Regions from separate parts of the Mus musculus genome. Here regions 1 and 2 are each linked to region 3. A link is a contact called in public HiChIP or PLAC-seq and promoter capture Hi-C data. All regions are on one chromosome and are shown on one strand. The core of a region is the stretch at or near the end of the contact, and the rest is flanking DNA. Distances in the headings are between cores, read along the strand shown. Region 1 overlaps Mvb12b (multivesicular body subunit 12B). Region 2 holds the start of 4930402F06Rik (RIKEN cDNA 4930402F06 gene). Region 3 holds the start of Gapvd1 (GTPase activating protein and VPS9 domains 1).

The links. HiChIP or PLAC-seq counts read pairs in DNA pulled down with a chosen protein or histone mark. Capture Hi-C pulls out chosen DNA fragments and counts their contacts.
Region 1: a contact with region 3 is called in an H3K27ac HiChIP or PLAC-seq map of microglia, with 4 times the contacts expected there. The contact joins the enhancer-like site here to the promoter of Gapvd1 in region 3. A contact is called at or near these places in 1 of 39 promoter capture datasets (cranial neural crest), 4 of 115 datasets of contacts at active chromatin or transcription factors (astrocytes, large pre-B cells, microglia and 1 more) and 1 of 9 other capture datasets (embryonic stem cells).
Region 2: a contact with region 3 is called in a promoter capture Hi-C map of liver. The contact joins the promoter of 4930402F06Rik here to the promoter of Gapvd1 in region 3. A contact is called at or near these places in 1 of 39 promoter capture datasets (pre-B cells) and 1 of 9 other capture datasets (liver).

The regions. Positions count from the first base shown.
Region 1 is chr2:33,836,789-33,839,629 of GRCm38.p6, reverse strand. All of the region lies in intron 3 of Mvb12b (multivesicular body subunit 12B), which reads left to right. Among named protein-coding and RNA genes, the nearest start is that of Nron, 32 kb to the right of the region's middle. Within about 2 kb of position 1,294, at least 8 of the 459 cell types and tissues checked have an H3K27ac peak or open chromatin away from gene starts, as enhancers often do. A contact at or near this core is called in microglia, where this site is marked.
Region 2 is chr2:35,395,829-35,399,038 of GRCm38.p6, reverse strand. 4930402F06Rik (RIKEN cDNA 4930402F06 gene) reads left to right here and starts at 1,865. Exons shown (of 6, transcript NM_001080709.2): 1 at 1,865-2,133.
Region 3 is chr2:34,753,435-34,756,575 of GRCm38.p6, reverse strand. Gapvd1 (GTPase activating protein and VPS9 domains 1) reads left to right here and starts at 1,344. Exons shown (of 27, transcript NM_001356441.1): 1 at 1,344-1,598; 2 at 2,017-2,310.

The sequences.
Region 1 (2,841 bases), core at 45-2,544, 920 kb after region 3:
CCAAAAGCATTCCCAGGGAGGCCAGCCTGTGTCTGTACCTCATTTCTTCCTGAGATGACCACTTTTGCTCTCCACCATGACCCTCTGGAGGAGGTGATAAGTTATCTCTTCTAATTTAGATACTTATTTTTGGAAACATTTTCACCAATTTCTAAGTGTAATTATAATGGCTTCCCAAGATGACCACTTTAGCACCCCACCATGACCCTCTGGAGGAGGTGATAAGTTATCTCTTATAATCCAGACACTTATTTTTGGAAACATTTTCACCAATTTCTATGTGTAATTATAATGGTAATATAGGCTGTAGTTAAAAATTAAAAACACAACAGTATAAAACATGCCAAATAGAAAAATGAAAGAAGCCTTCTTTATTACAGCCTCCTGGCCAGTCACAGCCTCCCTGTCCCTCACAACCTCTTTCTGTCTCATAGCCTCCCTGTCCCTCACAGCCTCCCTGTCCCTCACAGCCTCCCTGTCCCTCACAGCCTCCCTGTCCCTCATAGCCTCCCCACCCCTCACAGCCTCCCTGTCCCTCACAGCCTCCCCGTCCCTCACAGCCTCTTTCTCTCTCATACCCCATCTCTTCATCATAGCTCTCCAACCTCGGACCCCACTGCCAAGTCTGGGTTGTCCCTACAGCAGTTCTGAATGTGGACTGTAAGCACTTGTTGCTCTTTGGTAATCTTTTGTTCTGAATATTGTTCTTAGCATGTTCAGGATGAGGGGTAAAGTCATCCCATTAAGTTCCCTCTAATTATAAGAGCAATACCTTTGCTGCTTGTAATATATGACTGAATAGGGAAATCTTTTTCCTACCGGCCTTTGAGTGCATTTTCAGTAACAGGATGGTGGCAGCTGAGCCAGGGTAGGCACCTGCACAGCACTTGTGGTGTGTCTGCATAGATCCTTTGGGTCCACTGTAGCCTGAGGGGGACTCCACACAGCAGGGGTGAGGGGTCATCACCTTACAGATGCTGAGCTCATGAGGTTATCAGTAGACCTAACACGTATCCTTCCCACCCGCACCCTCGTGCACCCATGCCCTCAGGCTCTCTGTCCCAGGAGTCTACCCAAATGCCTTTAGAAAGCCATTTCTGCTTTTCCCTCCTGTTGTCCCTGCTCTGTCTGCTGACCACTGCTTCCCGTGGACTCTCAGGAGGAAGTCCTAAAGATTTGGTCAAATGCCTTGTTTAAGTTACTTTTTGTTGCTAAGATGAAACACCATGGCCAGGGCAGCTTATCAAAGGAAGGAGATATTTTGGCGTGCGCTCTGAGAGGGATAAACATCTATCACGCACGGCGGGAGGCACGGCAGCCAGCGTGTGGTAGGCATGGTGATAAGAGCAGGACCCTGAGAGCTCCCATCCTTGGAGCAGAGCGAGAGCTAGAAGTCCCATTAGCATTTGACTCTCAAGTGATGAACCTCCTCCAGCAAGGCCGCCCCTCCTCAACCTCCCCTAACAGCCCCACAAGCTGGAGACCAAGTGTTCGCATCTGAAAAGCACCACAGCCCTGGACAGTGTTGCTGGCCTCAGAGGATAGCCGTGGTCCCTGTGCCACTTACACTGGGACCTGTTACATTTACTCCTGAATCTTCGAGCTGTTGGCCTTCTAGGCAGGCGTTCGTGAAGCCCTGGGAGCTGGGGCAGCAAGTCCACTGTGGTGCAGGGAAGGCACTGGACTCATTGGTTTGGGGTGGATTATAGAAAGCACAGTCCTCAGCTTGAGGGCAATGGAAGAGCACTTGCTTAGTGTGCATGGGACCCTGGATTCAGCCCTGGGAACTGCCAGAAAACACGTTGCTCCCCATCAGTAGCTAGGCTCTAGGGGTGATAAGGCTGCCAGCCAGGAGGGCAGCAAGAGACACCCCTGCCCTCGGCTGAAGCCCAGGTGCTCGGGAACCAAGTTAGCACTTCTATCCTCAGCACCAGAAGAGGAGTAGATGCCCTTCACTGCGTCCAAATGACAAACCAGGGGACAGAATTGCTTTGGGATCAAATTTGGGGGAATGACAGCCTATTTGCCAGCCCTTGAGTGAGGCAGGAGCTAGGCACATCCTCACTGGTGGCGGCTGCCTGTATGTCCTGGTCTATAGTCAGAGCACAGGCTTGGCAGAGCACCGGTTTACAACCATCTGGGAGGGTGTGGGCTCTCCAGAGCAGGCCACAGCTTAATTAGCTGACTTGAGACTCCCAACATAGGAGTTTGGGGAGCTTCCTTTGAATCCTAAATTCCTTTCCCCCAATCAGACCATTAATATGGAAACCTGGCTGGAGAGTGACACCGCTTCCTGGGAAGGAGCGAGATTAATTGCACTTTTCATGCCCCGCACTTTCTGTGTTACCTGTAATAATAATGTGCATAGATTAGGTAGGGAGGATGTTAAACAGAAGGATTTATGAACATTTGAATATTAGGTTGGTTATCTGTGGCTACCTTAAATGCAAAGTTGTCAAAAATAATTACAGTATACTAGCAAATACTGGCTACCAGAGACAATATAAATACCCTGCGTCAGTGTATGTCGGGCCCCTGGTATGAATCATTTGCTCAGCAAGGATTGGGAATACGTTCTTCATATTTATGAGGAGGAAATGAAAGAGAGCACCAGTGGGGGAGGGGAACCAGGAAAATTAATGGTGTTGAAGGCCTGTGATGTATAAAAAGGCGGGGGGGGGAGGGAGGTGAGGGGGACTCTGCAGACTGGCAGCCCCATGGAAGAGGGCCACACCCTCGGACTGTAGGAAGCCTTAGCAGGGCAGCCCTCCATTGTGTGTGCATGGACGGGTTTCCCAACACTTGTATAGTGGCCACACCCCCAGTGCTTGGGTTTTAGGA
Region 2 (3,210 bases), core at 616-3,115, 640 kb before region 3:
TTTGCACCAACCGACTCCTCTCTGTCATTCATCTCACAGGCTCTGTCTCACAGGGATCTACTGAAAGAGTGGGGGAATGCAGCAACATCTATTCCATCATGCCTCAGAGGACGTGTGTGTGTGTGTGTGTGTGTGTGTGTGTGTGTGTGTACATGAATGCACATGCAGATGTGTGTTTTGCACGTTTGTCTTTGTGCATTGTGGAGTCCAGGAGTTGACATCAGATGTCTAACTCAATTGTTCTCTACCCTATCTTTTGAGCCAGGGTCTCACTACCCCTGAACGGAGCTCACTGACTGTCTAGAGTGGTTGGCACTGAACTTGAGTGGAGTTTGCTGATTGGATAGACTGGCTAGCACTGAACCTGAATGGAGCTTGCCGATTGGCTAGGCTAACAGGCACTGAACTTGAGTGGAGTTTGCTGATTGGATAGACTGGCTGGACTCCAAGCTGCAGGTCATGGTCTGCAGTCTTCACAACAGCAGCCCTGGAGTTCCAGTGGCATGCCCTCACACCTAGACAGTTTATGGGCGTTCTCTGGGATCAGATTAGTGTTCACGTGGCAGACACATTATCAGCTGAGCCATCTTTCCAGCCTAGGCATGCTCCCCACTCCCTCCCAGTGTAACAGACATCGGGCTTGTCTACAAGGGAGTTGCTAGGTTGGGTGGACAGAGGTAACAAGGCTCATTCTAACTGGATGGCACCAGTCAATGTGGGGTCCCAGACTGAATACAAAGGAGAAGGCAGGCAGAGCATCAGCATCTCTCTGCTTCTCGACTGGAGATGGGACCAGCTCTCTCACATCCCTGCTACTAGCATTTCCATCTGTGGTCCAGCAGACAGAACCTTTTCCCTGTGGTTCACAAGCTGCGACCTCGGGGTTTCAGCTTGGGTTCAGGTTGAGGCTCTATGCCAGTGCCATGGCCAACAGGGTTCCGTGCTGCTCGCAGGGCAGTAAGTCCTGGCCTCCTTGTCTCCCCACAGCAGCACATCAGCGGCTCTCAGCTCACATCTCCCTTCCAGCCCTCGCAGCCACTTGGCAATGACAGTGGCTGCATTTGCATTTTTTTTTTTTTTTTTTTTTTTGCTTGTCCTAACTGGATCGTGAGTGTGGGTGCTACTGGCATGTAGTGGGTGGATACAAGGGCACTGCTAAGTGATTCACACTTGCACAGGGTGGCAAACTTCACCCCATCTCAAGAAATGTCATTCGTGGCAATCTTGGAGCGGCTGGAATTACACTCTTTCAGAGTTCACTAACAGATTTATCTGTTTGCCTGTGTGGGAAACTCTAAAGCTCCACTTCCTCCCTAGAAACCAGAGCTAAGACAAAGCAGTTCCCTCTCGTGGACACCAGGGGGCAGGAGTTCCAAAGAGAACCAGTTTCTGGAGTGATGAAAACATTCTTTTTGGTGCTATTAAAGGCAGCGTCATTTGTATAAATGCTATTGATCCTTCATATAAATGGAACTAGCTCTATAGCTTAGTGGTGCTGTAGGTGTACTGTGCAGTTTATCAAATAAACAGGTAGAAATCAACCCTACATATACCACAGTTAATAAAGAAGGCATAAGGGAAGTAGGAGGGAATCTTAACGCTGACTTAGAGGAGAGACACATTGCTTATGTGCGCCAAGGGTGCTACTGTTTGTAGGTGTGGTATGGTTGAGATGTGGTTCTCCCCGTGGAGTTCACACTGAGGTTTGGTTCCAGTGGATAGTGCTGTGTTAGGCATTGACTAGGGATTAATGCTTTTCTATGAGTGAGCTGTCGCTCTGGAGATGGGCTTCTGTGACATGGTTGTTAGCAAGCCTGGCAGCTCCCCTCCACCACTCAAACCCATGCTCCGCTCCACACAGTGCCTCTGGCTGACTGCCACATGGTTTTCAACAGAAACTGAATGGATTCTGGGACATCTGGAGCTGGAGGAACATTTTTTTTTCTTTTTGTAAAGCACCCAGCTTCGGTATTTTGGTGGTAGCAACACAACACACACCAAGAAGTGATCTGGAATTCAGTGGCCCTTGCTTCAACTGCTCTATCAAGGGGAGCTATAGCCTTCAACAACCTGTCCCACCCCTCTCTGGGCTACTCAACTTTATAGGTGACACTGGTCATCAGCATCCATTGGGTAAGAAAGCATCCCAGTAGCGGCGACCACTTGACGACCTCCTCCAGGGTTTCTTGGGCAGCTTACTGCTTTGTATATTTATCAGGTGGACAGGAGACAGTCGGACACTCCCTGTGGTGGAACACCGTCTCCAGAATCCACAGGCAGCCCAACGGAGTTTTTGTCTTTCTTAGTGGCAAGGGACACAACATTTATTCACAATTTACAATTGGCTGCATCTTGGAATTTCCTGGATTGAGAATATTCACATCTGGATCCCATCCAAAGATTGCTGCTGTTCAGTTGTCTTGGTGTAGGCTTGACATCGGGGGTTTTAAAACTTTCCTGTGGGACTGTTAGTCTTGGGACCTTGGAAATGACTGCCATTAGAACAATTTGCTTTTTGTGCATGGCTTTTATTTTGATGTTGTCTTTTTTGGTTTGGGTTTTGGGTTTTTTGTTGTTGTTGTTGTTGTTGTTTCTGTTTCTGTTTTGTTTTGTTTTGGTTTTGGTTTGGCATTTGTTAAAGTTCTTAAATTTCTCTATTAATCATTTTCTTCTAAATTGAATTTGGAAATTTTGGGTTAAATTTGATTTCTGCTCCATTTTCTGCTTTATTAAATTTGTTATATCTTATTTGTGTGGAGGTCCCCTTTAGAGGTCATAGGACAACTTGAGGGAATCAGTTCTGTTGTTTTACTATGTAGGTCTCAGTGACTGAACTCAGGTCCTCAGACTTAGCAGCAAGCACCCTCACTCACTGAGCCATCTTGCTGGCCCATTCCACTTTATCTATGAAACCAGATATATACACATGATAAACATTTTTTAAAAAGATTTATTCATTTATGTATATAAGTGATGCATTTGCATGTGTGTGTACATGACAGAGAGAACATCAGATCTTATTACAAATGTTTGTGAGACATCTTGTTGCTGCTGGAATTGAATTCAGGACCTCTGGAAGAACAGCTAGTGTTTCTTAACTGCCGAGCCATCTCTCCAATCCCAGCTAGACTTCTTTTTTTTTTTAATTCAACTAATTTTTTATGATATTCAACACAATATATATTTCTATACCAATCATAAGAATGATGG
Region 3 (3,141 bases), core at 95-2,594:
ATTTGTGTGTTTGTTTGTTTGTTTATGGGGGGCAAGTTTTTGCCACAGTGGTGGTCAGAAAATATTGCAGGAGTCATTTATCCTTCCTCCCCTATGTGGGGTGTTTGGTGTCAAACTCTGGTGGTTCGGTTTGGTGGCAAATGCCTTTACTTGAAGGTTTCCTTTTGTGTCTTTGAAAGCCTTTCTTCAAGCTGGGCAGTGGTGGCACAAGCCTTTAATCCCAGCACTTGGGAGGCAGAGGCAGGTGGATTTTGTGCTCTGGAGCTCTGGAGCCTTTGAACACAATCTTCTGTTCAAGGGGGTTTTCCCTTATGCAGTCTACAAATTTTATATCCTCCCCCTCTCTTTTTCTGGATTTTTTTTCTTTTTCTTTTTCTTTTTCTTTTCCTTTTTTTTTTTTTTTTTTTTTTTAAACAAGATTTCTCTGTGTAGCACTGTCCTGGAACTTGCTCTGTAGACTAGGCTAGCCTTGAGATCTGCCTGCCTGTTTTTGCCTCCGCCTGCCTGTTTTTGCCTCTTGAGTGCTGGGATCCTGACTCATCTACCTTGGAATCTAGTCACAGCCAAATCTCTTTTCCTTTCTTTCTTTTCTTCTTTGGCCTTTTGAGACAGGGGCTCTGTATAATCCTGGTTATCCTGGAACTCTGAGATTGGTCTGATTTTGCCTTCCAACTGCTGGGATTAAAGTCATGGGCCACAAAACTCAGCCTAGGTCTTGATTTCTTAATTCAATATGGTCTCTTTCTCTGGAATCTCATAACACTTTGTAATTCTTCATAGCACTTTGTAATTTAGTTTATTGTTACAAAACTCAATCTATGGGAGATACTCTCCACTTTATATTGTAAATTGTATCCACTTGCTTTTTCATCTGGTTGGTGCTTTGTACAATGTAACAGACCCGACTGATAATCTTTAATTGAACTCTGTTGAATGGCAACATGGTACCAAAGACATTTTACTTGATACCCACAATGCTATTGTAACAAAGTAGCAAATAGGAAGCAAATTGTGACAAAAGAATTTCCTTTTGAGGCAGGGTCTCAAAGGATAGCTCCCGCTGGTCTAGACATCCTGTGTAGCTCAGGCTGGTTTAAACTTTTGTCTAATTCTGAGACATTTGCTTCAGCCTCCCAAAGGTTTTAGATTACAGGTGAGAGCTACCATGCTAGTTCAATTCTGATGATTTTTAAAGGAGGTGTATGGAAGACGGGTGGAAAGCTGTCTGGGATCTGATTTATGTTTGAATAGTTGGGAAGATGAGTTTTCACTTCCCCCTCCCCCCACCTTGGGGGCGGAGCATGAGACTCGTGGTGTTGCAGGATATATTCATTGTCTTCAATATTTTAAAGGGCTGTCAAGTGGGAACCAATTCTCCTTGCTTCCAGGCAGAATAACTACCTGCAAAGGGAGGAAAGACAAGGGAAGCAGATTTCAGCTCAGCAGAAGGCAGAACTTTCTAACATTTAGAGCTGTGCAACAGAGAGGAGCAGGCTGTACTCCTGAGAGGTAGTGAGCTGATACTGGAACATCCGAAACAGAAGTGAGACGTGGAGGCCATTCCTGCTTGGGTGGGAGCTGCACCGATGACCTTTAAGGTATGTTCTAGCTCTAAGGTTTCTGGGACTGTTCACTTCTGCTAACTTGACGCGTCCTTTCATTTTTTTTTTTTTTTTGAAAAAACAAAACCGACCTAAGCCTATTTAATGTAACACAGTTTACAGTTTATTTAATGTAATGTTATTTTTAAATAACACAGTTACAATAAAAATCGACAAAACGAGAAGTGGGAAATTATATTTATAAGTTAAAAATGAAGATACCGTCCAATTGGCATAGCTTTTAAGTGAAAGGGGAAGAGCGAGAGAGAGAGAGAGAGAGAGAGAGAGAGAGAGAGAGAGAGAGAGAGGAGAGAGAGAGAGAGAGAGAGAGAGAGAGAGAGAGAGAGAGGCTGGCTATTGGATGATGTTCCGAGCAAGAGAGGAGTGTCATTTTTCTTCCACCCGTCTTCTCTAGCACCAGGTACACGGAGACGTGAGGGCGGAGGATCGGCGTACAGGTCCTGGCAAGGCGGTTCGCGACCGGGAGCGGAAGGGCGGCCGTGGTCCGGACCACCGATCCCAGGGGCCCCCGCGGCGCCGCGCACGCGCACTGCTGAGGGGGCAGCGCCGCCGCAGGAGGCAGGGAAACCGACTGGCGATCTGTGGCGGCGGCTGGGCGGCGGTGGCAGTTCGCAGCGAGGGCGACGGCTCCGAGGCCGAGAGGCAGTCCAGCGAGGACCTGGGCGCCGTCCTCCGCATGACCTCACCGGTGAGTGCGCGTCCCCGGCCGGTCCGCACCGCGTGCCCCGCCGTCTGGCCTAGCACCGCAGCCCGCGCCTGACGGCCGCCCCGCCCCGGGCCCCGGGCCTGCCCCGTGCCCGGCGTCGCTCGGGTGGGAAGCCGCGCGGCCGGGCCCCGCGAGAGGGGTGGCGGCGTGCGGGTTCCGGCAGCCTGCCTGAGGCGGCGGGGACACAGGGCGCATGGGGGGGATGGGGTGGGAGCGCGACGGGGCGGGAAGGGGCGCAGTAGCGCGGGTCGCCTCTGTGGGCGTCCGGGGCAGGTGGGCAGCCGAGCCCGGGAGGCCAGGAGCGGACCGAATGGCTTGGGAGCGCCGCCAGGGACGCGCCGGACGCTCCGGGCTGGGGACGCCGTGCACCCGCAAACGCGCGCCGGGCTTGGCGTCTGTGCACTTGCTGCTGGTGGTCTTGAAGTGTCCGTTCTGTCCATCTCTCTTCTTTCAATTGTCGACTTTTATTGACGGACAGAATTGTCACGGGTGCTGCCTGGATAGACCTCAGAAACGAGCGGGATCCAAGGCATAATTCTAAATAAAGTGAAATAAGGTGAGGAGTCAGATAAGCGGTAGGAACGACGAGGACTCTGGTTTTTTTAACGTTAAGACTCAATTAAATTAAACTTAATAAAATGAAAATTTTGAGTTTGAGCAAAAAGGATGAGGTCTGGGAACTAGAGCTTCCAACTCGTGGTTCCTCGGTGCATTGAATGTAGATAGAATGTCTTTAGTGAGAATGAAGGTAAAATTACACCTTTATTTACAAACCAGTAATTGAAACTGTTGCCTTTAGTTATAAAAACAAGT